Linked DNA regions of Mus musculus: regions 1 and 2 are each linked to region 3. Evidence: chromatin contacts called from public Micro-C data. All regions are on one chromosome and are shown on one strand. Each heading gives the region's core, a stretch centred on a gene start, on an enhancer-like site or on the middle of the called end of the contact. The rest is flanking DNA. Distances are from core to core; before and after follow the strand shown.

Region 1 (3,603 bases), core at 792-3,291, about 11 Mb after region 3:
CTGCCGGCCAGAGCCTGTTTTGTAAAGCTTTGGATGCGTTTTGCACTCAGTCTGGAGACCTTTCCTCCACTCTGATCTAAGATGAGGGTTGATGCCCAGGAAAGGAAACTAGGCCCTTTAGAGATACACTAGGCTTTTCTGAATTGCCTTGAAATTCGTAGAGAGGAAATAAACTCTTGGGACAGGGCTTGAAGAAATAAACTATCAAGGTCTTTGTCTGGGAGAAACGATTTAGAGGCTTAATCAGGGAACCCTAGCCTAGAATTTCGGGGGAACAGGGTGAACCTGAGGCCTGGACTTTCAGAGACTGGAGTGCTGGGAAGATTGGGGATTTTATTTTTCTTCTGGCTTTAAGGCCTCAAGAGGTGGCTGGTCCAGTGCTCCAAGCTCCAAGGACAAGCAAGACTCTCTCCAAGGCCTAGCTGTGGGCTGGACAACTCTCTGCCGGAACCAAGTGGTCAGCCTGGAGCTAGCAGGAGGCGGGATGCTAGTCCCACTATGGACTCCAGTGATCAGAGCGGAGAATCCGGGAAAGATCCCTTTTCTTAGGAACTTCCAGACCGTCCAGGAGACGGAAAAAACAAAAACAAAAACAAAACAAAACAAAACAAAACAAAACAAAAAAAAAACAGTGAGACCGCAAGGGGCTGTGGAGACCCGCCAGAGTCTCCGGGGCTTTGAGACTCAGAACAGTTGGGACTATTCTTTAGGAACGTGTTTTCGTTTTATTTCAATCGAGAGATGTTTGCTTTTCTTTTTCTTTTTTAATTCGCTCCGGAGCCAAACGGAAAAAAAAAAAAGTCAGCTTGCTTGTCTGTGGAAAGGAGTGTGGCGCCAGGGCCGGAGCGGGGGCAATCCGAGAGAGCATCGACCCAGTGGTGGTGGGTGCTGTGCGGTCCCCGAGCCCGCCCGCCCGGCCCGTCCTACCTCCCGGACTTGGTGATGACCATCTCGGTGCCCAGCTTGTGGAACTGGTCCCACAGCTCCTTGGCCTCCAGCGTCACCTTGGGGTCGTCCTCCACCTCGTCCTCGGGTTCCAGGCTCTTGAGCGAGCGCAGATGCGCGGCGGGCGGGTGCGGGCCGAGTGCCGAGACGTGCAGCCCCGCCTCGGCCGCCGCCGCCGCCGCTGCTGCCGCGGCCGCCGCCCCCGCCAGGCCCGGGTCCGGCAGAGGCTTGCCTAGCGCGCCGGGCGGCAGCGCTAGCGCCGGGAAGAAGGAGGGCTGCGCTGCCGCCAGGAAGGCGGACATGGGGAAGTCGGCGGGCCGTGGCGCGTGGAACGGGTGGTAAGCCATGGCGCTGGCTGCCAGCGCCGGCTCTCTCATCGGGACATCCGGCCCAGGCTCCTGGGAGCCGGGGCCGGGGCCGGGGGCGCGCGCCTCGGACCCCCGGCCCGGGCGGCGGCGCGCGCGGAGGACGGACGGCCCGGGCGGCGGGCGCGGCAGCGGCTTCTCCCGGCTCCCCGTCCCGCGCACCTCAAGGGGCGCAGGGCTCTGGACGCGGGGGCGGAGGGGGCGCTGCGCGGGGCTGGGCTGGGCTGGGCTGGGCTGGGCTGGCCGGCTCCGGCGCCGGGGACCACGCGCGACTGGTTAGATCTTGTCCTGATCTCTGGAAAACTGTGACTATCTCACATGTCCTGCCCTGTTCGGATCCCCTGCGCTAACGAGCCAGGCCCCCCTTGATTGCTGATTTTACGCTTTTTGGACCAATTGTGGGTCTCCGGGGGCGGGGTTTTGACAGCTCAGGCCAAGCTCTGGACGGGAGGGGAGGCCAGGGAGAAGGTGTCGGAAGCCTCAGCAGTAAGAAAACATGTCAACAGAATAAAATATTAACCAATGACGGGCCAGCGGGCCCCGAGACCCCTCCCCCTGGCCTGGCCCCCACCTCGCCGCCCGCGCCCGCCGCTGCCTGGGCGAGGGCTGGAAAGCGCAGAGGACCGATCTGACCCGCCGTAAGGGCCTGAGGCAGGGGGCGCCCGGGTCCCGGGGCCTTGGGGAAGGACCCCCTAGCCGCATGCCGGCCCCAAGTGCAAAGCATTGACACGTTCCGGAGAGGAGAGGGGGCGCCCTTTCCCTCCCGCGCCGGGAGGCCCGGCCGCTCTTGCCTGCGACCCAGCCTGGCCTCCCACCCCACTCCCGGTCACCGCCCCGGGTCCATGCACTTCAGAGGGAGGCTGCGGGCACTGGAAAGCGAGGCCGGTGGGCGGGCAAATCAGGAGGCTCGGGCGGCCGAGGTCCCGGAGCCGAATCAGGTGTCCGGAGCCGGTGAGTGGGGAGCCATGGCAGAACCCTGATGGGGCCGGCACGGGCGGGAACGGGACGCCGCCTTGCGCTGGGGAAACGAAGGGTCCCCACCCCCACCTGCTCCTCCCCTCGTAGACTCAGGAACCTGGGGTTCCAGAAGGGCCGGGCATTTAGCCTAAAGAAGGTCTGTGTCAGGTCACTAAGCCAAAACCTTCTGGCGAGTAGGAAAATGGATCCTTGGGACCAGGTAGGTGAGCGCACCTTCTACAGAGCCCAAGGCGGTGCCGCGCTAGTTGATCCTAGAACTCAGATTCTCCACACGCGCCAGAAGGAATTTTCGCCGCATCCGGTACTGGAGATGCAAGCCCATCTATCTCTTCCTAAACTCTGGCATCTTTTCTTCTCAGTCACTTCTCTAGAGATTGTTTCCGTCCCTTGGAAGCTCAAGGCTCCCTAGTTCAGGAAAGCTGAGTAATGCGGATGGGAATCGAGGTGTTTGCCAGCAAGTGTGAACACCCCCTTCGACGATCAGTCTTCGTTATCTCTCTGGCAACAGCCCCAATGCATCTTCCTCTCTCTCTCTCTCTCTCTCTCTCTCTCTCTCTCTCTCTCTCTCTCTCTCTCTCTCTCTCTCTTTCTCTCTCTCTCTCTCTCTCTCTGTGTGTGTGTGTGTGTAAAACCATAATCAGGTGTGCCCAGAGTAAAACGATCATACACTTGCCTGTTTAGGGTTGAGGCTCACACCCTTGTGCTTGTTGGGGAGGGGAAGCAGGGTGTGAACTAGCCACAGTGGATACTCCCACCCTCCCAACCAGTATAAGCGAATTCTGCCGCTCCAGCCCTATGTCCCCGTGGTAGGCACCTACCACGTAAGTGGCCCAGGCAGCTTGCCCCTCCGCTGCATACACCAGGTCTTCAGGCACTTGGTAGCTGACCGCCCAGAAAGGCGTTTAAAAGCTAGTTGCCCCCGGCAGTACGGGGTTGAGACCAGCAGGAGTCGTTTGGCCTCCACGACCTTTTTTCCTATACATCTGAGCCAACACCAGGCGCTTGTAATTCTTCATAACCCTGTGCGCGCCTGCCCCACTGGGTTTTTCTTCAGGACCTTACTCCTAGGTCGCTTTTCTCACTCTTTTCTCTGCCCACAGTGAACCTTCAGCTCTAGCTTCGCGGTGTTCGCAGCCGGTGAGAGATCCATTGCAGCTTTGCACTGCTTCCAATTCAGACAGGATGTGGCTCCTCCAGGAGAGATGTGTCTGAACACACTTGGACAGTTAGTGAGGTGAACAAGAAGTAGTCAGTTCAGCTTTCCGAGTTGGCAGGACATTTGCTAAGTTGTGTGTATGGGGACAGGCACTTTAGT
Region 2 (3,531 bases), core at 973-3,472, about 12 Mb after region 3:
CTACCAAAGGAAGATGCCAATCGGAAAAGTCGGGCAATAGAGTACAGTGTGACCCTACAGGTTCTTAGGACAGCAATTTCCTAGTCCCCCCTTCCCGGACCCCTCTGCTTTACAGGTGAAGTAACCCAGCAGCGCGGGGTGTGAGCCGCTGGCGACCTGGGCGACTCACAGATTTCCTAGAGGGGCTGGTGAGTCCAGAGAGATAGCAGCTAGTTCTGGAACAGCTGGAAATGGAGAGCAAAGGGACCAACGGCCCCTTCTTTTTGGCAGCCGCTTGGGTGTCTTCGGGATAACAGGATCTCGCGCTCCTCACTTGGCTCTTCCTGGGGTGTCTGAATTCTGGGTATTAATCGACTTGTTCTAGGAAGTGTTGGGCTCGCAGGAAAATCGCCGGCGCTCAGTCCAAACCTGCCCTTTAGGTGGGAAGGTCGCCTTCTTACCCTGATCAGCCCTGAGTCTAAGCCTAGGAAGGACCAGGAGAGGGATTTATGCTTGAGAACTATTGGCTGCACTACTTTGGTCCACAGCCGCTCCATGGGAATGGGTATGTGGACAGGGGTACCGAGAATGCTTTAGAGGTCCCGCACTCAGAGGTCGGGGGTGGGGTGGGAGCAAATCTCTAAGAAGGCGTGTGAAGCAGGCCGTGGCGGGTTGGATTTACAAAGCAAAGATCATGCGGGTGGGAAGGCCAGAGCTGCTGATGAGTTTCGGGGTTGCCAGGTGGTGCAAGAGAGAGAAAAGGGGTCATTGGCACAGCCCTATAAAAACCCAACAACCTCATCAAACAAAAGCTAGATTCGTAACAGCTTCTTCTCTCTTCGCTGGAAAAGGGTATTGTGTTAGTGGATGCGGATTCACTGCCAGTCCAACCGCGTTTCTGCACACTTTTCTCCTAATTTAGCCCTGTAGAAGATCTGCTAGGCTCATAGATGAAATAACTCTAAAGACAGATTCTGAAATTCCATCTAGATTTGGCTGCAGGGTCCTTCCAAGTTTGATCAAATGGGCTTTCCTAGCACCTCCCCCAAATAAGAGCAGAAGTGGCACCACTTTGAGATGTTTGGGTTAAGCTTGGGGGAGGGGGGGCTGCTATGCTTAACTTGAGTGCTCCTGGGAACTAGAATACTCTTTAAAGCTCAAGCCTTCAGGACCCGCATCGATTTCCACACTTAGGCAGATTCGTCGCCGTCCCCCAAAGAAGGTGGCCAGGAATTTACAACGTGGACAGAATTGGGAAAGTGTAACATTCCTAAGGAATAAACTCTGGTAGGTCGGTTGACGTCCGAAGAAAGGAACTTGTTCGAAGCCTGGAAAAGGGACGACCGGAATGGGAGCCAGGCATATTCGGTCAGTGCGCCACAAGCCTCCCTCCCCTGCTGCTACGGTGCAGTCCCCCGCTGCTACCACCTCCCCCCAGCTGCGGGAGCCCCGCCGTTTCCCACCTAGTCATTTGTTTTTGTTTGTAAAAGGTGTCTCCGGATCACAATTTTCTCACAACTTCTTGCCAGAGTTGGAGCTCCTCACCCGAAGCGCTTCCCCACCCACTCTTTCTCCCACCCTGGCGCCGGGCCTCCGGTTTCTCCCGCCCCCATCAGGAAATCGCCCGAATCAACTTTGCAAGTGAGCGCAGCGGGAGATCGACACTCGTGTCTCCCAGACTCCCTGCCGGGTGGACTTTGGATGGACAGGGGGAGGAGGCACCGAAACAGACAGAAGGCGAGATTACGCTGCCAAGCGCCCCCTACCTCTCCTTAGACTCGAGCTACGCCGGGGGCAATTTCCAGGCCAAACGAACAAGGGGCGGGCTATCAACACCTAGTGATTTGCAAAACCAGTGTACTAGGACCTCCCAAGCTTCCAGATCTCGCTGCAATCTAATCCCAACAAGTCTTTTTAAATATATAGGTTTGCTTTTACCCCCACCCAGAACTCTGACTTCCTCCGCGCCTCCTTTCCGCGCTTCCTCCCGCCTACTGTCAATCCTTGATGCCGAAACGGACGTCTTACCAAACCTGGAAGGGGCCAGGACATCTCGCTGCTAGTCGCCGGCACCGCGCGGGCCCGCCGCCACTGATCCTCTAAACGCGGTCTCCCCGCATTCTCCCCGGCCGGGGGGGACGCAGAATGGTTTACAGAAGGACCGCGAGGCGCTGATTGGTCACAGACTGCCGTGACGTCGGCGGGCGCTGCATTAAGGCGAGGGGGCTTCCAGGGCTCAGCCAACAGCCAGGAGCAGTGACCGAGCCGCTGGAGCTGGGGAGAGACGCGCGGAAGACTGGGCCAGGAGACTAGGGACCGAGGGACGCGCGCCTGGGGAGAGCCAACAAGGAACCCGCGGGCCGGACAGCGACACCGGCAATCCGCGCCAAACTGTTCCAGCCGCTGGCCTTCTATAGCCGCAGCCCCAGGACATTCTAAAGCTCTCCAAGACGCCCCCTCCCCTGGCTTCTCGCGTTGACCAAGGAAAAGAAAAAGGGAGGGAAAAAGAAAGGAAGGAGACTAGAAAGAAAACCCAGATTTGCCACCGCACAAAAAGAGAGGTGGGGGGGACAAGGAAAAAAAAAAAAGTCGAGCGACTGTGGGGCCGGAACACAGGCAGCGGGATCGTGGGCCGAGCGATGCAAGGCTGCGCGCCCAAGCGGCCGCGAGTTGTGACTGAAGCCAGGATGCTCGTCCAGGCGCAGTGAAGAGCCAGACCGTGTTGCCTCCCCAGGAGTCCAAGCGCAGGGAGGGCCGCTCGGAGGACGCGGCAGACTGCCTGGCAGGCCACCGGCCGAGGTGACAGGGCTGGGGCGGTGGGGAGCGAGCGAGTGCGCCCGGCTGCGTCCGCCCGAAGCGGACGGTCCCTTTCCATTTTTGACTGGCACAAAAAAGAAAACTCTCCAAAGGGGTGGGGGCTACCTAAGCAACAACTACAATCAACAAAATATCCTACCCAACCCGCCATCTCCCCCACACCTCGGTCTGCCCCCGCCCCCTCCCCAGGCCCAGCGCGGGCGCCCAGAGCGTCCCAACTCACTGCAAGAAACCGGCAATGTAGGATCCAAAGCTTTCTACTCCCGTGTTCTTTTCTTTCCGTGTTTTTTTTAAAGGGGAAAACCCGGTGGTGGGCAGTCTGACACGCACACAACCTGCCTTCATACTCTGACAAAAGCAGATGCACTTTGACTTCTGACAGCTCTACCTCAAGCTGGAGAGAACCCAGCTTTCCCGAATCCTGAGCTCTTGGCGTCTTCCTTTTCGTCTGTTTCCATTTTATTTATTTACGTCCCGCCGCCTCTCACGGTGACCTTCACTCCTTCGCGGGCTTTGAGCAGAAGAGCCGCTTTCTAGCCCGCTTGAGACTGATTTTCCTCGCCCGGTGAGCTGAGGTGGCGCTGCTCCATCCCGTTGCCCCGGGACTCCGGGGCTGCCCTCTACCAGCCTGGTCTCTCCCCCTTTTGATTTGCTAGTACGGGTTTTTTGCTTGCCCAACTAGAGAGGGTTTCTTCTTTTTGGAGGAGCTGGTTGTCTTCAGAAGTCATCCCCTCG
Region 3 (4,073 bases), core at 901-3,400:
AAAAGCGAAAAGGAGTGAATGAAACGCTAATTCGTTACTATCTGGATTTTAACAAAACGGCATAAATGTATCCACGAGTGGAGAAGGCCCGATTCCCCCCGCCCCCAACAGCCAAGGAGGACCAGACGGAAAGGACCAAAGATGGAAAACAGTTAGGGAAACTGCAAGTCGATGGCACAGAGCGTGCTGGTGAAGAAGTCCAGCTCTTCCTCGGAAAAGGGCACGGGGCTATCGAGAGAACCCTGCAGGCTGGGTGAAAGGCCTCCGGACATCTGGAGACAGGAGTCTGCAGCGAAGAAATTGAGGTCCGGTAGAAAAGGCGAATCCTGCCGCTCGGGGCAGGCGTCTTCGGGTAGGGGCTCGCTCTGCCGGCCTCCGGCTCTGAGCATTGTGCAGCCGGGGCTCGATGCGCCCACACTCTCCAGGGTGGTGGCAGGCAGCGCTGACGGCGGTGCGCCCCGGGGTCCCTGCGCGGCCTCGGCGGGGTGGAAGCAGGCTTCCCGCAGCCGGTGAGTCGCGACGTCGCCCGGGCTGACCGTGGGTTCCTCGGCTGGCTCTCCCGCGTCGTCCTGGGCGCTCGGCCCGCCTGGTTCTCCCTCGGGCGGCTCTCGATGCTGCGTCTGCCGCTTGTGTTTCATGCGTCGGTTCTGGAACCAGACTTTGACCTGCCTTTCGGTGAGGTCCAGCAAGGCAGCGATCTCGACGCGACGCGGCCGGCACAGGTACTTATTGAAGTGGAACTCCTTCTCCAGCTCCAGCAGTTGCGTGTTGGTGTAGGCCGTGCGCAGTCTGCGGGAGCCGCTGCCGCCGCATTCTGGCAATCCGGGGCCATCTGCGAGGGAAGCACCCCTATGTTATCAGAGAGGTCTCAACGCAGCCTCCGTTTAGCTGAGATCGGGAGCACCCCTTTGGCTTAAAAGACTCTCAGCAGTCCTACTCGGGCTCCCACCCCACCCCCACAGCGCTTCTTTCTGTGTCTTTGGGGTTTTTTTTAGTGCTCTTCCACGTAGGCAGACCCGGCCCGGGTCAAGTCGGTGCCTTCAGAGCCGCCCACGGGCCACGTAGGGGGCGGGGAGCAATTTCTCTTAGCTCCCAGGACCTCAGAGTCTCCCTCCCCCAAGTCCTCCCAATGGACCCCTCAATTCAGAACTTTCCAACTCAACCTGGGGAGAGAGGGATCATAGATTGTTCTTCACCCCTTTCCTTCCTAGCTTTTGAATTCCCTCTTCTTCCCTAGCTTTAGGAGAGCTAGAGGCATCGCATCTTTTCCAGGCTCCAGATTCAATCCCAGACACGCTTCATTCCTCTACACAGAAACCGGGGAAACCCTTCAATCGAATCATTTTTTTCTAAGCACATTTAAAAAAAAAAAAAAAAAAAAAGCATCCTCCCCACCCTCAATCAGCTTCCAAAATTTTCTGGGGGTGGGGAAGCTAACAGTGGCTAGGCCTGAACCCCAGCGGGATACTCTGCTTCCCTCGCCCCAGATCCGTCGACCTAGGGAACCCCACCAGGAGCCCCATCACCTCACATTCTCCCCTTCTCTTCCAACTGCCCCTCACCCCGCCCCTAATACGTTTACCCACCTGATGGTGATCCGACCTCGGAGGCCCGGACCGAGGAGGCGGCTGGAGAAGGGGATGCGGCGGATTGGCTGGGTTTCTTGGTGGATTTCTTCTCTTTCATCCAGGGGAACTCGGGGGCTGGGGGGGCAACGGGGAGTGGCGGCGGTGACCGCAGAGCAGGCCCATCTCCGGCTTGCTTTTGGCTCCCTGGTCTCTGAAGGGTGGAGGCGCCGAGCTGGAGGCTGGGGAAGGTTTGCTCCAGAGGAGGAGGAGGAGGAATTAATGTCGACTCCTTGATTGATGAAGTTTGAAATGTCTCCAAGACAGCGGGGAAGGAAGTCAGACACTCGGCGAGCGATGGCTGGCTGTTTATAAACCCAATCTCCCTCTCAAATTCAAAATTCATGGCTTTCAATGGTGGGGGAGGGGGCCTGCTGGGGGGGGCGTCAGGAGGGAGAATCAGAGGGACCCCCCTCTCCCGCCCCCCCCAGGTTTATGCAATGGAGCAATTTCGCGGGGGGGGGGAGATTTCGCTCTCTCTCTTTTTTTTTTAAATTTAGGCCTTTATAATTGTATATTGCTGATAAATACAAGCGTATGGGGACTCTCTCTATTAAACCCAGGACTCCGCCGAAATTGCAGGGAATTCATGGTCACGGGACCGGTCTCCGCCAATCGCTAGTCTAGGCCTAGTGGAAAACACAGGCATTATTTGCTTTAATTGATTCAAAAACTCCAGAGGACCACGACCTGGATACCATGAGGCTTCCTCCTCTACCCCTGTTCCTTCATCAGTACCCTACACTCTCCCTAATGGCTCTCTTTTCCCAGAAAAGCCAAAAGAACCTCTTCCTTCCCTTCAGAGACTGTGTGGTGGTGGCAAACAACCACATTTAAGGGAGAAATGGAGTGAGTTAATATGCTTTCTTTATGTGGCCCTCAGTAGCCTCTTACCCTACCACCACCTCAGCCCCCAAAAGAAAAGAAAAAAAAATCTCATTTAGGGGGAAGTGGGAGTAGAAAGAGGCTTCCATACCTTGGGGGAAATCAGAAAGGAGATGGATAAAGGACAGCACTAAACACCAGCAGCAGCGGCAGCCCACCCACCCTCAGAAAGCAGTAGTTCACACTTAAGAAATGCACAGAGCTGGCACGCAGCAGGGACATAGATTCCAGGAGCACTTTGGGACATGGGCCTACCTCCCTTGCTATGTGCCCTGGATTCTAGTCTCTGCTCAGAATTTACAAGCAGTTTCTTATGTCCACTTGCCTTCCTGTTGGGGTCATCTGTACTCACACTGTGACACCCCAACCCTGGCAATAGGAGGGTCTAAGAAGGTCTAAGGTGACAGATGTATTCACAGGCCCCCAGGTGTATCTGTGTCTCTATCCAGGGCACCAAAGTAGCCATCCACTTAACTTTCAAAGCTAAAGTCAGTGCACAGTCGCCCTCTGGACAAAGGGATTTCCCCCTCTGTATTTGCCTTTGGGCTACTTTTAAAATCCCTGGTAAGAAAACATTTCCTAAAGATGGTGGGGGAGAGGGGGCTGGGGATAATGACCACCACTGAGATTATATTCTGCTTTGGGCCTCCAGAGAGAAAAAAAAATGTAATGTATTCTATGGTGAGGCACCTATGATGGGCTCAATTTTAGAATATTGTGATTTACTAGAGGAAGGAGGCAAAAAACAACAAAAAAAAAAAAAAAAAAAAAAAAAACCAAAAACAAAAAAACCTCAGAGCCACAAGCAAATTGGTGGGAAACTAGGCCTCAAAGCTGAAAATGAAAAGTCGGCTGGGGGAAGATTTTTAAATAAGTGGGTCAGAGGGACCAAGAGGAGATGAGGCGATCAATCTTAGCCCCCTGACAGCTCCCTCCGATTGCATCAAAGAATTTGGCTCTTTGGGAAAGCAGAGGGAACAACCTAAATTGCATATCCCTTAAAAAGGCCTGAGGGAGGGGGGAGCCAAAGAGAAAGGTGATTCTGGGAGATCTAGGAAACAGATGGGAAATGGGGACAGAGGGAAGGCGCTAACTTGGGTGGAAAGTTTGCCCCGGAGAACTCCCACGGCTCTGGCCTCCCCTCCCCCTCCTCGCTCTCTGTCGCCTAGCCTAGAGGAGAAGGCTGCTTAGCAGAGAAATGGCAACTCAGCGGAGAGCTGGAACTAGAAACTTTCTGTCAGTGTAACGTCCGCGTGGGTGGTGGTGAGTATTTAAAGAAAGAAAGAAAAGAAAAAGGCAGAGAAGTTTGCCGGGAAGCGGGAGGGGGGGGGAAGGAGGGAAACCTGGAGGTGGTGGTTGCAAGGACAGAAAGAGGCAGGCTCTTGGGAAACTGCTCTTAACTAGGCCAGCGGCCAGAGAGGGTGTTGTGTACCTTAGCTAAAACAAAACAATGTATGCATATATTTTCCTGGATGGTGGTTAGCAGAGGAGAATCCAAATAGTAACTGTCTGGAAGGGAGTCCTGTACAGTAAGGCCTGGGAGAGGGCCTTCTCCCCGGCAGC

Evidence for each region. Hi-C and Micro-C count contacts between places; a contact is called where the count stands out from the background.
Region 1: a Micro-C map of embryonic stem cells shows a contact between it and region 3, with 8 times the contacts expected there. The contact joins the promoter of 2610027K06Rik here to the promoter of Hoxb2 in region 3. A contact is called at or near these places in 2 of 39 promoter capture datasets (cranial neural crest and embryonic stem cells) and 1 of 484 Hi-C or Micro-C datasets (embryonic stem cells).
Region 2: a contact with region 3 is called in a Micro-C map of embryonic stem cells, with 15 times the contacts expected there. The contact joins the promoter of Lhx1 here to the promoter of Hoxb2 in region 3. A contact is called at or near these places in 5 of 39 promoter capture datasets (cranial neural crest, embryonic stem cells, frontonasal cranial neural crest and 2 more) and 3 of 484 Hi-C or Micro-C datasets (all in embryonic stem cells).

The regions. Positions count from the first base shown.
Region 1 is chr11:85,830,826-85,834,428 of GRCm38.p6, reverse strand. It overlaps 2610027K06Rik (RIKEN cDNA 2610027K06 gene), which reads left to right and starts at 2,041. Exons shown (of 5, transcript NR_077059.1): 1 at 2,041-2,261. It overlaps Tbx2 (T-box 2), which reads right to left and starts at 1,814. Exons shown (of 7, transcript NM_009324.2): 1 at 928-1,814. The coding sequence starts at 1,322. RefSeq lists a promoter at 1,289-2,279.
Region 2 is chr11:84,524,225-84,527,755 of GRCm38.p6, reverse strand. Lhx1 (LIM homeobox protein 1) reads left to right here and starts at 2,222. Exons shown (of 5, transcript NM_008498.3): 1 at 2,222-3,531. It overlaps Lhx1os (LIM homeobox 1, opposite strand), which reads right to left and starts at 2,096. Exons shown (of 4, transcript NR_038057.1): 1 at 2,008-2,096.
Region 3 is chr11:96,349,709-96,353,781 of GRCm38.p6, reverse strand. It overlaps Hoxb2 (homeobox B2), which reads right to left and starts at 2,150. Exons shown (of 2, transcript NM_134032.2): 1 at 1,587-2,150; 2 at 1-832. The coding sequence starts at 1,971. The coding sequence ends at 153. It overlaps Hoxb3os (homeobox B3 and homeobox B2, opposite strand), which reads left to right and starts at 388. Exons shown (of 4, transcript NR_155303.1): 1 at 388-722.